4 separate regions of the Mus musculus genome follow, and all the other regions are linked to region 2. A link is a contact called in public ChIA-PET and HiChIP or PLAC-seq data. All regions are on one chromosome and are shown on one strand. The core of a region is the stretch at or near the end of the contact, and the rest is flanking DNA. Distances in the headings are between cores, read along the strand shown.

Region 1 (3,108 bases), core at 311-2,810, 140 kb before region 2:
GCTACTACTATGATTAAAACATTTTTTTCTTCAATCCAAAACCAGAATTTTGTTCTCCAACAAGCCATTCTAGAAACATCTGCTGGCCCTGATTTACTTCCGGCTTGCCCCTTTTGTTATCAGGGCAGCTACTCTCTTTGACCCAGTCCTCCCATGAAACCTATGTATATAGGTGTGAAAAAAATAAAAATCTACATTCTCAGACTAATGACTCGGCTAAGCAGATAAAGGTGCCTGCCACAAAGCCAGATGACCTAAGCTTGACTCCTGGGACCCACATAGGAAGCAGAGACCTGAGTTTCTCAAAGCTGACCTCTACCTCTGTCTGTGTGTTAGAACACACGTGTGTCACCCCCTTATCCCCACCACCACCAATAACAACAACAAAGAATGTAAAAAAAAAATCTGAATTCTGTAGCTTCATATCTGACACGCTTTAATATTGCATATTATCATGGGAACTTATTTTTACTTCCGTTAGTTCTAAGAAACAACAAGAACTACCTTATTTATCCACAGAGCTTTGCACTTGGGTCTCCTAAGTATCAAATAAAACAAATTAGTATTCGAGGTTCATCTCTTGAATCAGGATTTAGAAATATTCAGGAGTACTAAAATGCCACTTTATAACCCTCTAAAATTGACATTACCTACCCTTTTTAATAGGCAAAGTCAATACTATGGCGCACATCCTATCAATTATCCCGGCTTGGTGTGCATGTGGAAACATACAGTTTGTGCCCATCGCTGTGCTAATTACATCAATATAAGCAGTGAAGAATCTGTAACCACCCATGCAGTTGGTTCTCTATATTTTCTCGCCCTTGGAGGTGCACTGGGAAGAATGGAGAGTCAGAGGATCCTGCTGCAGATTCATTTACACAGTTTATAAATCACAGAGATGCGAATTCTGAAGGCAGATCATTAGTAAGAAGTAAACTGCACAAATCAACATTTATATAGTTTAGTCTCCTCATCAAAATGGAATTTGGGAAAAGTCAGTCTTCCAGATGACACAGAACTTTCAAGGGCAGCAGGCAAGGACAATGGCTACTGTATAATATCAAAAGCACTGGAGATGCAGCTCGGTGGTGGAGCATCTGCATAGCGTGTGTAAGGTGTGAGTTCAGTACCTGGCAGTACACTAAAATCAAATCACAAGTGGAGCCGTGTTATAGAGCTAGACAAGGTTCTCTGGCCACAAATGACTCCATCATCTTAGTATCTTAACACCCCTCCTCCATGAAGACAGTCTGTAAGCCGTGCCTGGCCTGGATGTCTTCCTACCAATGGCTACTTCCATTCTGTAGGACACAGAGTAAAAAGATTCAGACTCATTTTGTGATTTAAAATGGGTTCCATATTAAACCTGGAGGCTTTTAGGGAATGTCATCTCAGGATGGGATCCCTGGTGTGCTGATTGCTTCACACTGAGAACACTTGGAGGCCAGCCAGTGCAAAAAGAAGCTTTTCTCAGAAATTCCAGGAGGGTGGAACACCTTTCAGGCACAGCAGGGGCATTACCATGATAATCAGAGCGGCTATGAGGACCTCCCAAGATCCGGCCTGTTTTCTCCCAAAAGAGGGTACAGATAGGTTCGTGAACCTCACCTGAGACTCCAGCCACTCCACCATCCCCATGTCCTCTCCTCTACCCCAAGTTGTATATAATTCTGTCCTGCTGGATATGTTCTTGGATGGAACAAGCGGTCACCAGTTGAGAAAGTTTAACCAAGAGTGGACTCTCCGTAACTTTTGGCAAGTCCTGCCTCTGCTGGGTGGGGCTTTCCAGTGATGTAGCTCTCTTAAGTCACCCACACACAGTCCTGTAGGTAACCCCTCTCCTCCAGTACAAAAGCTTGGGGCTGGCAAGCATAGGGAATGGTTCAGCGACTCCACTTGGTCTGGGCTAGGCACACAGGCCTCTGCTAATACTGCACTTGGCAACCTGAAGGCCTTACCTGCAGGTACTGCACAAACACAGCCCTCTCCAAACATGGAATACATTTCTCATACTGAACATCAAATCTGAGACAGAACACTCTGTTCGGCTATGAAAATGAGATCAACCAAACTAGTTTTGGTACACGAGCAATAAGTAAACTATGCTGGTGTAAGTGAAGTTTTAGAAAGAACCCACTATTTGCTGTCTTATGTCTGAGTGAGATTAGGTATACATGTGATAAAAAAAAAAGCCAGATGCATTATGGGAAATTCACAGTAAAGAAATAGATACATAATGCAATCTATCAAAGATAGAGAACCACCCAAAGGATGCCCCGAGTGACTAAACGGCAAACGGCTCCCTTTCCCCTTTTTTTGGTCCCATTCGGAGAAGCCACAGACATTTGGGGCCTTGAGAACCTTAGCCCATGGGATCTGTTGTCAGTCTTGAGAGTGTGTTCCTGTCTAATCTATACTTGCTTCACTGTGAATACAATGTTATTGTCACTTTTGTCATCTAGGTAACACATTATTTCAACTCTTTGAATAAAGAGGCCCTAGGCCTGGACTCAATAAAGTCAGTGGATGAACTTGGGTGGAATGTGTCTCTGGTCTGTTGCTGATGCACCTATCTGGCTTGGGTGAACAGACATTTGTTAGCCTCAAGAAAAGCTCAGCTGGGGCTGGAGAGATGGCTCAGCTGTTAAGAGCACTATTCTAGAGGTCCTGAGTTCAATTCCCAGCAACCACATGATGGCTCACAACCATCTGTAATGGGATCTGATGCCCTCTTATGGCGTGTCTGAAGACAGCTACAGTGTACTCATTATACATATAAAATAAATAAAATCTTAAAAAAAAAAAAAAGAAAGAAAGAAAGAAAGAAAGAAAGAAAAGAAGAAAAAGAAAGAGAAAAAGAAAAGCTCAGCCAACACATCCCAGCCTAAAGCTTAGATCCAGAAGGAAAAAAAATCTTCAATGGTCTTCAATCCTGGCCCTGAGATTCCACCAGCCAGAGAAGACTAAATGTTTCTCTGAAGAGAAGAGGACAATCCCCGTGCGGAGTCTGGCTTTGACATCCACTATCGTCCTTCACCTTCACAGAGAACCAGTTACAAACCAGTGTGCTCTCTAGCCCTTCACGTCCCCTGAAGATCAATCCTT
Region 2 (3,399 bases), core at 626-3,125:
ATGTTGGCCCAACTGAAAGAGAAAAAAAACTTCTCTCTCTCTCTCTCTCTCTCTCTCTCTCTCACACACACACACACACACACACACACACACACACACACACACACACACAAAATAGCGCAGGATTTCTAGTATAATGTACTTTTGCTATACTGAAGACAAAATAGAGATATTTTATTCTGTGGCATGGAGGGGAAAAAAAGACCCAAATCCATTTCTTTTCCCATTCAACACCTACATGGAAATCACATGGGACTATGAAGATCCAGATTTCTGAGCACCGTTCTAGTCCAGTGAGTGTATCTTAGGATCCAGGAATCTGTGTTATTTTACCCTGAGCCAGGCATAGTAGTGCATGCCCACAACCCCTGCACTTTGGAGGCCAAGGCAGGAGGATTACCATGAGTTTGAGAACAGCATGGGTACCCTAGCCTATATAAAAAGAACTGTCTCAAATAAAAACCTAAACCAAAAATCTCTCCAGTTAAGTGTGAGGCATTTGATTATCAACATGGCATGGGAACTACTGGTGTGGGGCAGGGGAGGGATACCTGGATATTTCTTCTTATATTTATTTACATATTATTATGTGTGTGAGTATGTGTGTGGGGTGACACATTTGCTATGGTACATGGATGGAGGTAAGGGAAAAATTTGCTATTTATGTAGCTGAGGACAACCTAAAGACAATTCCTGATCCTCCTGCCTCCGTCTCTACAGGGGTTATAGTCATATACCAACATGCCCAACTTAATCATTGTCTTCCTTGATCTTGATGGATTTTTATGTTTGGCTTGGTTTTTCAGACAGGATCTTATAGAGCCCACACTAGCCTCAAACTCACTATGTAACTAAGTATGGCTTTGAACTCCTGATCCTACTGCCTCTATCTCTCAGATTCTGGGATTACAGTTCTATGCCACCACATCTGGCTGAAAATTTTATTCAACAATTTATATATTGATGATTTTTTTTCTCTTTTCCTTATTCAAATAAAGAGTTAATTTATCCCGTGAGCCTCCAAAGTGTTCTATGGTATTTACGATGCAATGTGAAATTTACAAGTTTCAGAGATAACAAGATGTGTGTCCCAAGAGAAGACTTTTATTCGCTCTTTTCTCCTTCCCTTTTTTCATGTATGTATGTATGTATGTATGTATGTATGTATGTATGCATGCAGGTATGTGTGTTCCGCAGCATGGTTCTGAAGGTTAGGAGACAACTTGCATCAGTCAGTTCTCTCCTTCCACCATAAGTGTCCTGGGACTCAAATACGGGTTATCTGGTTTGGTAGTAAGAGCCCTTACCTGCTGAGCTCCTCTGTTTCATAATTTGACACAGGTCTAAGTAAACCACACTAGCCTCTAAGTTCCAAGTGTTGGGAGACTAGCGGGGACTTCCTGGAAGGAGTGAACGTGGAGAACTGGAGGTGGATAAGATTAAGATACATTATATCTTACGAAACTGTCAAAGAATAAATAAAAGATGTTCCTAAAATAAAACCAGTGTGAGCCTCTAGACTGGTGGGAAGAACCTCGTTATCAATTTCCCACTTACGGAAGAGCAGGGTTTAACTAGAAAGAGGCACAGGAGAGGTGGACTTTGACAGCAGAGAAACAAAATCAGCAATGGAATGCAGGAGGGATTTTGCAAATCTGCCGGCATTCCCGCCTAAACAGCGAGGGCGTGGCACCGACGTGTGGGCGGGGCTGAGGACAGGGCGGGCCCCCAGGCGAGGGCGGAGTCTTGACTCGGGGCGGGATCCGAAGTGTGGGCGGGCCCCAGAGAAGGGCGGGGTTGCCTCTCCGCCCCGCCCCATTTTCCCCAACTCGGTTCCTCCCTGCTACGTTTCATCAAGATCCCGGCAGGCCCAGCGGCTAAGGGAGTCACGTGAGAGTGGGCGGAGGACGCAGAGCGGGGCTCCCCGGCATTTGCGTCTCTATGGTTGTCAGAGGTGGGCGGCATTCTCCGAGTTGCTGCTAAAGCTGGAGCGCGGACGGGTGAGTGTGAGGAATCTGATCGCCTGGAGGCGAGTTTAGGGGAGGGGAAGTCGGCGCATTTTGGGGACGAGCCTTTCGTGTGGCTCTGAGATCCGGCCACTTTTCAGGTCCGCCAGGGACTGCTGCTGTCTTGGTGATGCTGTTGGTGATATGCTGAGGGGACTCTCGGTCCTCCGCTCCCTTCACCCTATCACCCCTTATCCCTGTCAGGGAGAACTTGTAGTGCCCGGCTTCTAGCCTCAGAGTGCATCCTCTCCACCTGCGGCCAGGACACACTAGTTCTCCCGGAATTCGTGGATGTGGTCAGAAGTAGATGGAGGAGTTTAGAGCTGTGACAGAAAGATAGATAAATACATGTATTGGGGATAGAGAAGATGGGGCGGGGGGATCATTGGCCTTTTAGAAAAGCAAAACAAACTGCAGACTTCTCGGACTGTTCCGTTTTTTATCCTCACCAGCAACTTCGCGTTCTCATTCTCCCTTTCTCTGTCTGTGCCCAGTCCCAGTCGGGGCTACCCACACGATGTTTCGAGAATGAGCCAGGTATTACTGATTATGTGGGATGCTAGAAGAAGAGTTTAAGGCGGACTGTGTTTTATAATAAGTTGTCACCTTTATAAATCCGAGGTTTTGTCTACAGTCCCTTTCAGGTGCTTGAAGTGCAAATATTTGTGCATGTAAATAAATAATTAAGATTAAATAATTTTCTTCCTGAGACATTTTGGAAAGACCTATTTTTTTCCCGCTTGTTTATAAATACATGTTTTGATCCACTTCTGGGATGACTCCCTTAATAAACCTCTGTTTACTTTAAAGCAGTCAGTAGGGTCAGACAGGGAGGTGATTTAACAGCATTAGAAAGGAGTGTGTGCTGGAGATGAAACACATCTGTTGGGGAGTTTAGGTTTCACTGATTGTCAGCCTTTGAGACATAACAAACAGTTGGCGGACTCGACCATCCTGAATGTTTGCCGGTGTGGACAATGTGATGCTTGTTTAGAATCTTATCCTAAAGAGTTTAGAATGCCACTTATCCGGGAAGATGTTCTGGCCACCAGTTACTTTGTTTTGTTTGAATTCTTTTTTGTTCTGTTTTTTTTTTTTGAGGTAGGTTCCCCACCCCCATCACTAGGTTTGGCCTTAAAGTCTGAATCTTTCTGTCTCTGCCAACTGAATGGTGGGTGGGATTACAGGCCTGCCCAGACCTTACAGACTTCAATGGGTTCGGTCCCCACTTCTCATCAATCTTTGATTCTGTTTTGCTTAAAGACATCACCCTGGCTACCTACTGATGCCAAGAAAGAGTCATCAACACCTAAGTATCCGCACAGGGGTCATAACATTCAAAATAATATTAGCAGAAAGTGAAGATTCTGGAATGGCTGGTGTGCCTGGAGAG
Region 3 (3,244 bases), core at 145-2,644, 200 kb after region 2:
TGCCGTTCAGGACTGTGTCCCTCCATTGGAATCAGCCCCAGAAGCAGCATTTATAAAAGTTATTAGTGTTGCTGTGGACTCCAGCTGCTTCCCACTCAAGACTGCCTTCATATGCAGTGGCTGGGTAACCTCAGGCATGTCACTCAGCCTCATGTACACAATGAGTGGGGCACAGACACTGGGCTTATTGGATGGTCATGTTGGATAGGAGTCAGCTCCCAAGAAGTGCTTCACACAGTGTCTGGTCACAGCAAGCTCCATCCAAGCGCCATTTGTCCTGTCAACAAAGATTACCTGACACTGATGTCAAGTCCTATTCTAGACCCTGTAACCACAGAGATGACAGAGGAGCCGGTGCTCTTGAGGAAGTGGGGGAGGGGGGAGTGTGTCTGGTTGGCACTCTCTTGGTGCGGAGATTCCAGCCAGAGGGAGCAGTGTGACAGAGGCCTGAAGATGAAGAGGGGCAGGAAAGCACGGGGCAGCATGTAGGCCAGATGGCTGCCTGTAATTATCACACCAGTCATTCGCAATAGTCTTGGGCAGAGAGAAACGTCACTAATACAAAAAAAAAAAAACAAACAAACAAACCTGCGCATACCTCCTCCTGCCTGTCCCCTATGTCATCCCAGAAACATCTCAGCCACCCTTGGTGCCTTTCCTGGCCAGGGTCTAGGAGTGGTTCTGTAAGGCAAAAGAGAAGCTATATGGAACGTGGGGAGACTGGGATATCATTTACCCAAACTCCAGTCATAATATGTTCCCCAAAGCCAGGGCTCAGGCCTACTGTCACCTCCTTAGCCAGTTGGGCAGGAAATAAGGCCCAGCATACAGGCCAGTCAGAGGCAGCAGGCAGCTGTGTAGGTTTACTCAGCCAGGCAACCCCACCAAGGTCTGGTGCCACACCTTGCCCACCCAGCCCTTCTGAGTTGATCTAAATGAAGTCCCTAGGAAGGTCTGGATTGGCTGTCTTAGCTCAGACACTGGGTAGGCTTTCCTTGGGAGAGATGCCTCAGTGTGGTTGACCCCAAAAAGGGCAAGGATCAAGCTTGGGACTTTAGGGGACTCGGGTTGGCTGTTCCAGTATCCTATCTTATTGTGCACCTTTCTTTTGGATGAGGAAGCACAAGAGACAGCAACTTAAACCTATGGGATGCTGAGTGTGTCAGCCAGGCCTTCTTCCTCCATAGTGACATCACCCAAATTGCCCTGACCATGTCACTCCTAGTGATGCTGTCCTGGCTCCACGCAGACAGCATGCCCTGGCATGCACACTGAAGCCTCGAAGCCTTCTCTGCCTCTGGCCCACCTCCTGCTGTTTGCAGCTTGGGGCTGCCCTTCCTCCACCTGCAGTGTTGAACGCCCACCCGGATGCTGAGACATGCACAGATTCTCTCCTCTCCAGCCTTCAGTGCCTGGGCCCCAACCTTCAGCCGTGTCTGCACAGTGGCCTAGCAGTGTCTGCCTCCTTTGGCTTGGCGGGTGCTTGCGCTGTGTGTCACCCTTTCTGTTCCACACACACACACACATCACACACACCAGCTGTGTGACTCCACAGTGGGGGAGGACAGAAGGGACCCCTGGGCAGAGACAGCTGTCTGACTTACCATCTCCTTTGCAGAGCACCTGTGGGCCACTTTGCAGCCACAAATTCAGACCAGGGTGTGTCTAAGGCAAAAGACCCACCAGATAGTAGGCCTCACGACTAGCAAGGAGGGTCTTTCTCCATTGCCCCACCTCCTGAGGGAAGCAGAATCCTACTGAAAATGTCCCCAGTTCCTCTCCCTAAGAGAACTCAGAACCAGGAGTCAGTTTGAGAATGGCCAGGGAGCAGCCACTGTCTCCTGCCCTCAGCCTGTGCCAGGCGGCACCACCCATGTCTGGAATCAGAAACAGTTCTGTTCTCGGCTTCCCCAGTGCTATCCTGGCCAGTAGCCTCCAGGTTACCTCTGGCATCATTGCCACCTACTGGCGACCAGCCATGGCCCTGTGTTCTAACATTGACATCCTAGACCCCAAACTGTCCTTAGCCACAACGGAGAGCTACCACCAGCACTGCAAGAGCCACCCAGGTAGCAGATGTGTTCTGTAAGAGGGTCAGCCTCCAAGGCACGGGGCCCTCCCGGAAGGCTGCGGACCTGTCTCTGCGAGGGAGGCTGGGGGGTGGGGGTGGGATCTGAAGCAATGTGTAAAAGACCACATGGATACCAAGGTCCAGTCCCAGCAGGAACAGAAAACACTCACTCGCCGCTGGTAGTGTTTGTAAAATTCATCATAATGACTGCCATCATTCTCCCACAGGCCTCCCCATTTATCATCTAGCCTGCCAACCTCTGTCAGCCACCAAGTTTGCAGGTGTTCAAGTTCCTGGACACTAGCATGACTCAGTGCAGGACCCCAAAACCCCAAGGGTCACGAGTCTTCAGGACCCTGAGCTCTGCCTTCGCTAGCTCATTGCTGAACCTGGTGGGATCACAGCCCACGGGATCAAATAGCATGAGCTACATCTGCCAATATTAATAGCTCCAGAGCCTGGCTGCCTGGGCTGCCGCAGCCTGAGCTGAAACACAATTCGAGGAACTGTTGTTGACTTAGCTCTGTTTCCAGCTAGGAAGGCGGCTGGGAGGGACATGGGAAAGGTTGGGACAGCGAGTGAGCAGGGATTATGGTGGAAGAAATAGGGGAGGGGAGGGGACCCCCCTGACTTCTTACAGCTTCTCATTCTGTGTCCTGAGAACCCAGGAGCATAGCTTGAAGACTGGATGTCACTCCAGGGAGCTGTTGATGTCAGTGCATGTGCCTAGCCCTCTGGGACCCTGGGTGACCTGCGCATTGGGTTATACTGGGTCTGATCTGAGACCAGGCCTCCCCTCCTGCTCCAACCATGCTACTTGGCTTGCCCCAGGCTGACCAATGCCTGAGTGACAAGCCTCCCATCAGGATGAGGACAGCTTCCCTCCTTCCTTCCTCCTTCCCTCTGCCAGCATTTCCTACCCTGACTTTGCATGATGGGTACCTGCAGGTGTCATCTTCCTAGGGACAGACCAGGAGAACCTGAGCTGGGCCATGTGCCCCAGCCTATTCCTCTAGAGAGTACCAGGGACAAGCTCTTCCCAGCTCAGCACCCAGGGCAGAACCCTGGAGCCCTTCTCTTGAGCTGTCACATGTGACTCTTGAAGATGTCACAGACCCCTGATGCCTTATTGACAGATTCAGTCCTGGGGTTTCTGGGGGCAGGGGAGACTAG
Region 4 (3,397 bases), core at 513-3,012, 160 kb before region 2:
GGACTACAAACTGGTGTTGCCTCTGACTCTGCAATTCATACCTACTGAAATGATCTCTCAACAGATCAGTCTACTAAAGTGTCTTTATTTTATTTTATTTTATTTTATTTTATTTTTTAAGACAGGGTCTCACTATGTAGCTCTGGCTCTCTGGAACTCACTACGTAGGCCAGACTGGCCTCGAACTCAGAGAGCTGCCTGCCTCTGTCTTCTGAGGGCTGGGATTTAAGGTATGTGCTACCACACTGGCGATCTGTCATCTTGTGTGTTCACTGTAGTAAACTGCCTTCCTTGAGTCTTGTAACTCTCCTCTCAAACTGGAGAGAAGCGGCTTGGAGTGGAGGAAGTGGCTATTTTCTTCAGGATCCCTAAATTGCTCGACATGTCCCTGGAATACACAGTCAGTAAACAACTATTAATTAAGAGTTGCTGAGCAACGCTCCTTTGATTTCTATAAAAACCTCCTTTGTCTCAGGGATCCCTTCATTCATTTCCATGATTACACCGACAACTGACACTAGATTAAAATAAATGGCTACACATGCATTATAGTGCTTTTCTTGCAAATTAAAATAAGATGAAAACCCGCAGCCTTGTGAGGTCTTACAGAAGCCTGGCCCGGGGACACTCGGAGATAAATGGAGCTTCATTTCCACTTGGAGAATTTACATAGACACTCAAAGTGAGAAAGAAAACGCAATTCTTGACTACATACCAACACATAAAAGCAGCTCATCTCAACCCCAGATAAATAGCTACTGAGCAAGCGTGCCTCCCTAGAGTACCTCTGGCTCTTTCATATTCAGTTTCCTCTAAGCTGCCACTAAATGTGACGGTCACAGAATGTTTTTAGACACTGGGGTTTCTATTATGACCATTTAAAATAAAAACAAAAACAAAACTCTGGTGTGTTTTTAAAATGTCACCCTCAGTCTCTGCATACCACCTGCAACTTTACGGGACCCCAGTGGGAGGGGTGGCTGGGGAGGAATCAGGATGGTGTGTGAAGGCAGAGATGACAAGTGTGGTAAGCTCAACCACTAACCTTGCCGCAGAAGCACCAAGGTTATGAGGAAAGCCCTGACTGGCAGCAGCGCAGGCAGGGTTGTCTGGAGAGGCGGCCACCACCAGGCGTTCCGCTCACTGTGTGAGGGAGCTGAGGAGATTCTCCTGCTGGATCACGCAAGGGCAGCTGCATGCCTAGCAGCTACAACAGTGGTTCTCAACCTGGGGGTCGCGATCCCTCTGACAAAACCCTCTATTATCCAAGATTACAGTTATGGAGTAGCAACAAAAATAGTGTTGTGGCTGGGGGTCAGCACAACATGAGGAACTTTATTAAGGGGTCACGGGACGAGGAAGGTCCTGAACCACTGAGCTAGGGGCAGGAGAACTCTAGGTGAGGGAGAACAAGGGCCACCCCTGCCTGTGCATCCTAGAATCGCAAACTCATTTGGCAACAGCAAGGTCCTTCTTGAACAGCTTCATCAAGGGAGTAAAAGCTACGTTCTCCAGAAACTGATTGGCGTTTTAAATCATTCTCTTCATGCTTTCCTGCTCCTCTCTGCAACAAGAGCACGGGCCACTCTGGTGCTGAAATGCATTAGCATTTAGGAATTACCCGAATTGCTCTTGGGGGGAGGGATCCCCGTGGCAAGATATGGCTGCTGTTCTGCACACTTCAGGCGGAGCGCGCCCAGCTCTCGCCCACGCACACCTACGGCCAGGCTTTCCCCGCCGCCGCCGCCACCGCTGCTCTGAACCTAGCAGGCTGCTGCTCCGCCTCCCTGGACAGCAGCACATTAGCATTGCTGGGAGCTGCCCACAACCCAGAGGGCTTTTCCTGACAGACAAGGACAGTCAGAGATTTAATCCCTACAGACAACTGCTTTGTGGGACTTTCCAGCAAGCCCATTGCCAATTCTTCAACCTCTCTCCTACAGCTAAATGCAGTCCACTGAAAAGATTCCATTTGCTCTCAACAAAATTCAGGAAAATCAGACGTGACTACCCCGGAGCTCGATTTTAAAGTTAATGAATCACATTCACGTTAGTTAGCTTTAAACCCGGCAGTTGCTATCTGCACTGAGGGACACTTTTCAAGGAGATCTAATAAAACTGAGCCGCATCCTCCCAATGGGGCGGTTATTACTTGGATAGGAGCTGAAAAATGAAAACTAAGAAAGCAAAATCCTTCATGCTCCCCTTTGCCTCTGATCAAATCTTGCCCCTCTCTGCCTGTCATTCGCTTTGGGTCTCAAGGCAAAGTAGAATAAAGTCTATTTGGAATGCTGACACCTCCTAGATCCAGGCCTGGGGCTACCCACCCCTGCAGTACAGCACAGTGGGTTAACCCAGAAGCCACAGCACCCAGCAGTGTGGGTCTCCCACAACAGGAAGGACTAAGCCAGAAGCCACAGCACCCAGCAGTGTGGGTCTCCCCACAATAGGAAGGACTAAGCCAGAAGCCATAGCACCCAGCAGCGTGGGTCTTCCCCTGGCCTCCCTTGGACTCTGCAGCAGGGTTAATTGTGTGGAACAGCCAAAATGGTATAGTAATTGGATATTGACTTTGGGGGGTTGATAATTTCTTTAACGCCTATGGCCTCAGACTTTCTAATGAGCCTTTCCTTAATCTGTGGTTGAAAACTGAAGAGTTGAGGACACGGTAAAAGATTTTCTAAGAAGGAAAGGAGAGAGGGCAGATGCAGGTGAATATTTTGCCCAGTCACACTCCTAGCCTTTGGAGGTCAGCATGGAAGGCCCTTCCTGCAGGCATCCTTTTAGGGGTGCAGGCCATTCCCTACCACCCCCTATCTGTATGCTTTGCCTGGAAAACTCCCTGCTTTCTCTTTTCTTTGGAGAAAAAATAAACCGTGTCTGCTCTATATTAATGATTTACAACAATCCCTTCCCCATCTCTATCCTGTAAGGTTTAACTTGGGCATTCCACTCTTGGACTTTTCCCACAAAAGAAAGCAGACTAGAAACCTGCTTTCTAGAGGTAAGCACACAGCATACCTCTACCAAGTGATAAGATCCATCTTGAAAGCAGTCTCCATGATGACGTCTCTAGCCAGCATGGAGGATGGATGTGCAACTCGGTGACTTCAATCAAACTATTTAATGAAGTACTTAAGGTAGATATTGATTATGCTTAAAGTGCATTCTGCAAACCTCACGTCAATTGAGTTACTGTTTCTTTTTTTATAGATGAGAACTCCCTTCACACTTTCCTGTAGAACTGCTGGCTTCAGGTTAGACACCACCAGTCTCAAGGCCTTGCCTAGTTCTGCGCTAAGTTGGTTCAAGGCTAGACAGCTGCACTACTCAGGGTAACCTCTGGCTTGATGTGCACATATGTAAGGAACTAAACAACTAGTGAGAGGAACAACCA

The links. ChIA-PET counts read pairs in DNA pulled down with a chosen protein or histone mark. HiChIP or PLAC-seq counts read pairs in DNA pulled down with a chosen protein or histone mark.
Region 1: an H3K27ac HiChIP or PLAC-seq map of embryonic stem cells shows a contact between it and region 2, with 7 read pairs. The contact joins the enhancer-like site here to the promoter of Micu1 in region 2. A contact is called at or near these places in 3 of 39 promoter capture datasets (liver and neutrophils), 6 of 484 Hi-C or Micro-C datasets (ECoMG myeloid progenitors, brain, embryonic stem cells and 3 more), 8 of 115 datasets of contacts at active chromatin or transcription factors (the HPC-7 cell line, bone marrow-derived macrophages, embryonic fibroblasts and 2 more) and 2 of 9 other capture datasets (embryonic stem cells and pancreatic islet).
Region 3: an RNA polymerase II ChIA-PET map of memory CD8 T cells shows a contact between it and region 2, with 5 read pairs. The contact joins the enhancer-like site here to the promoter of Micu1 in region 2. A contact is called at or near these places in 4 of 484 Hi-C or Micro-C datasets (B cells, CD4 T cells, erythroid progenitors and 1 more), 7 of 115 datasets of contacts at active chromatin or transcription factors (bone marrow-derived macrophages, effector CD8 T cells, embryonic stem cells and 3 more) and 1 of 9 other capture datasets (adipose tissue).
Region 4: a contact with region 2 is called in an H3K4me3 HiChIP or PLAC-seq map of stem cell-derived neural progenitor cells, with 38 read pairs. The contact joins the enhancer-like site here to the promoter of Micu1 in region 2. A contact is called at or near these places in 1 of 39 promoter capture datasets (liver), 6 of 484 Hi-C or Micro-C datasets (Sertoli cells, embryonic stem cells, forebrain and 2 more) and 6 of 115 datasets of contacts at active chromatin or transcription factors (bone marrow-derived macrophages, embryonic stem cells, extraembryonic endoderm stem cells and 2 more).

What each region holds. Positions count from the first base shown.
Region 1 is chr10:59,557,286-59,560,393 of GRCm38.p6, forward strand. The region is part of intron 1 of Mcu (mitochondrial calcium uniporter); the gene reads right to left. Among named protein-coding and RNA genes, the nearest start is that of Gm40671, 17 kb to the right of the region's middle. Within about 2 kb of position 1,561, at least 11 of the 459 cell types and tissues checked have an H3K27ac peak or open chromatin away from gene starts, as enhancers often do. A contact at or near this core is called in embryonic stem cells, where this site is marked.
Region 2 is chr10:59,700,688-59,704,086 of GRCm38.p6, forward strand. It overlaps Micu1 (mitochondrial calcium uptake 1), which reads left to right and starts at 1,876. Exons shown (of 12, transcript NM_144822.3): 1 at 1,876-2,000.
Region 3 is chr10:59,900,832-59,904,075 of GRCm38.p6, forward strand. No RefSeq gene overlaps it. Among named protein-coding and RNA genes, the nearest start is that of Gm46226, 4.7 kb to the left of the region's middle. Within about 2 kb of position 1,395, at least 54 of the 459 cell types and tissues checked have an H3K27ac peak or open chromatin away from gene starts, as enhancers often do. A contact at or near this core is called in memory CD8 T cells, where this site is marked.
Region 4 is chr10:59,537,874-59,541,270 of GRCm38.p6, forward strand. All of the region lies in intron 1 of Mcu (mitochondrial calcium uniporter), which reads right to left. Among named protein-coding and RNA genes, the nearest start is that of Gm40671, 36 kb to the right of the region's middle. Within about 2 kb of position 1,763, at least 171 of the 459 cell types and tissues checked have an H3K27ac peak or open chromatin away from gene starts, as enhancers often do. A contact at or near this core is called in Sertoli cells, forebrain, liver and 3 more, where this site is marked.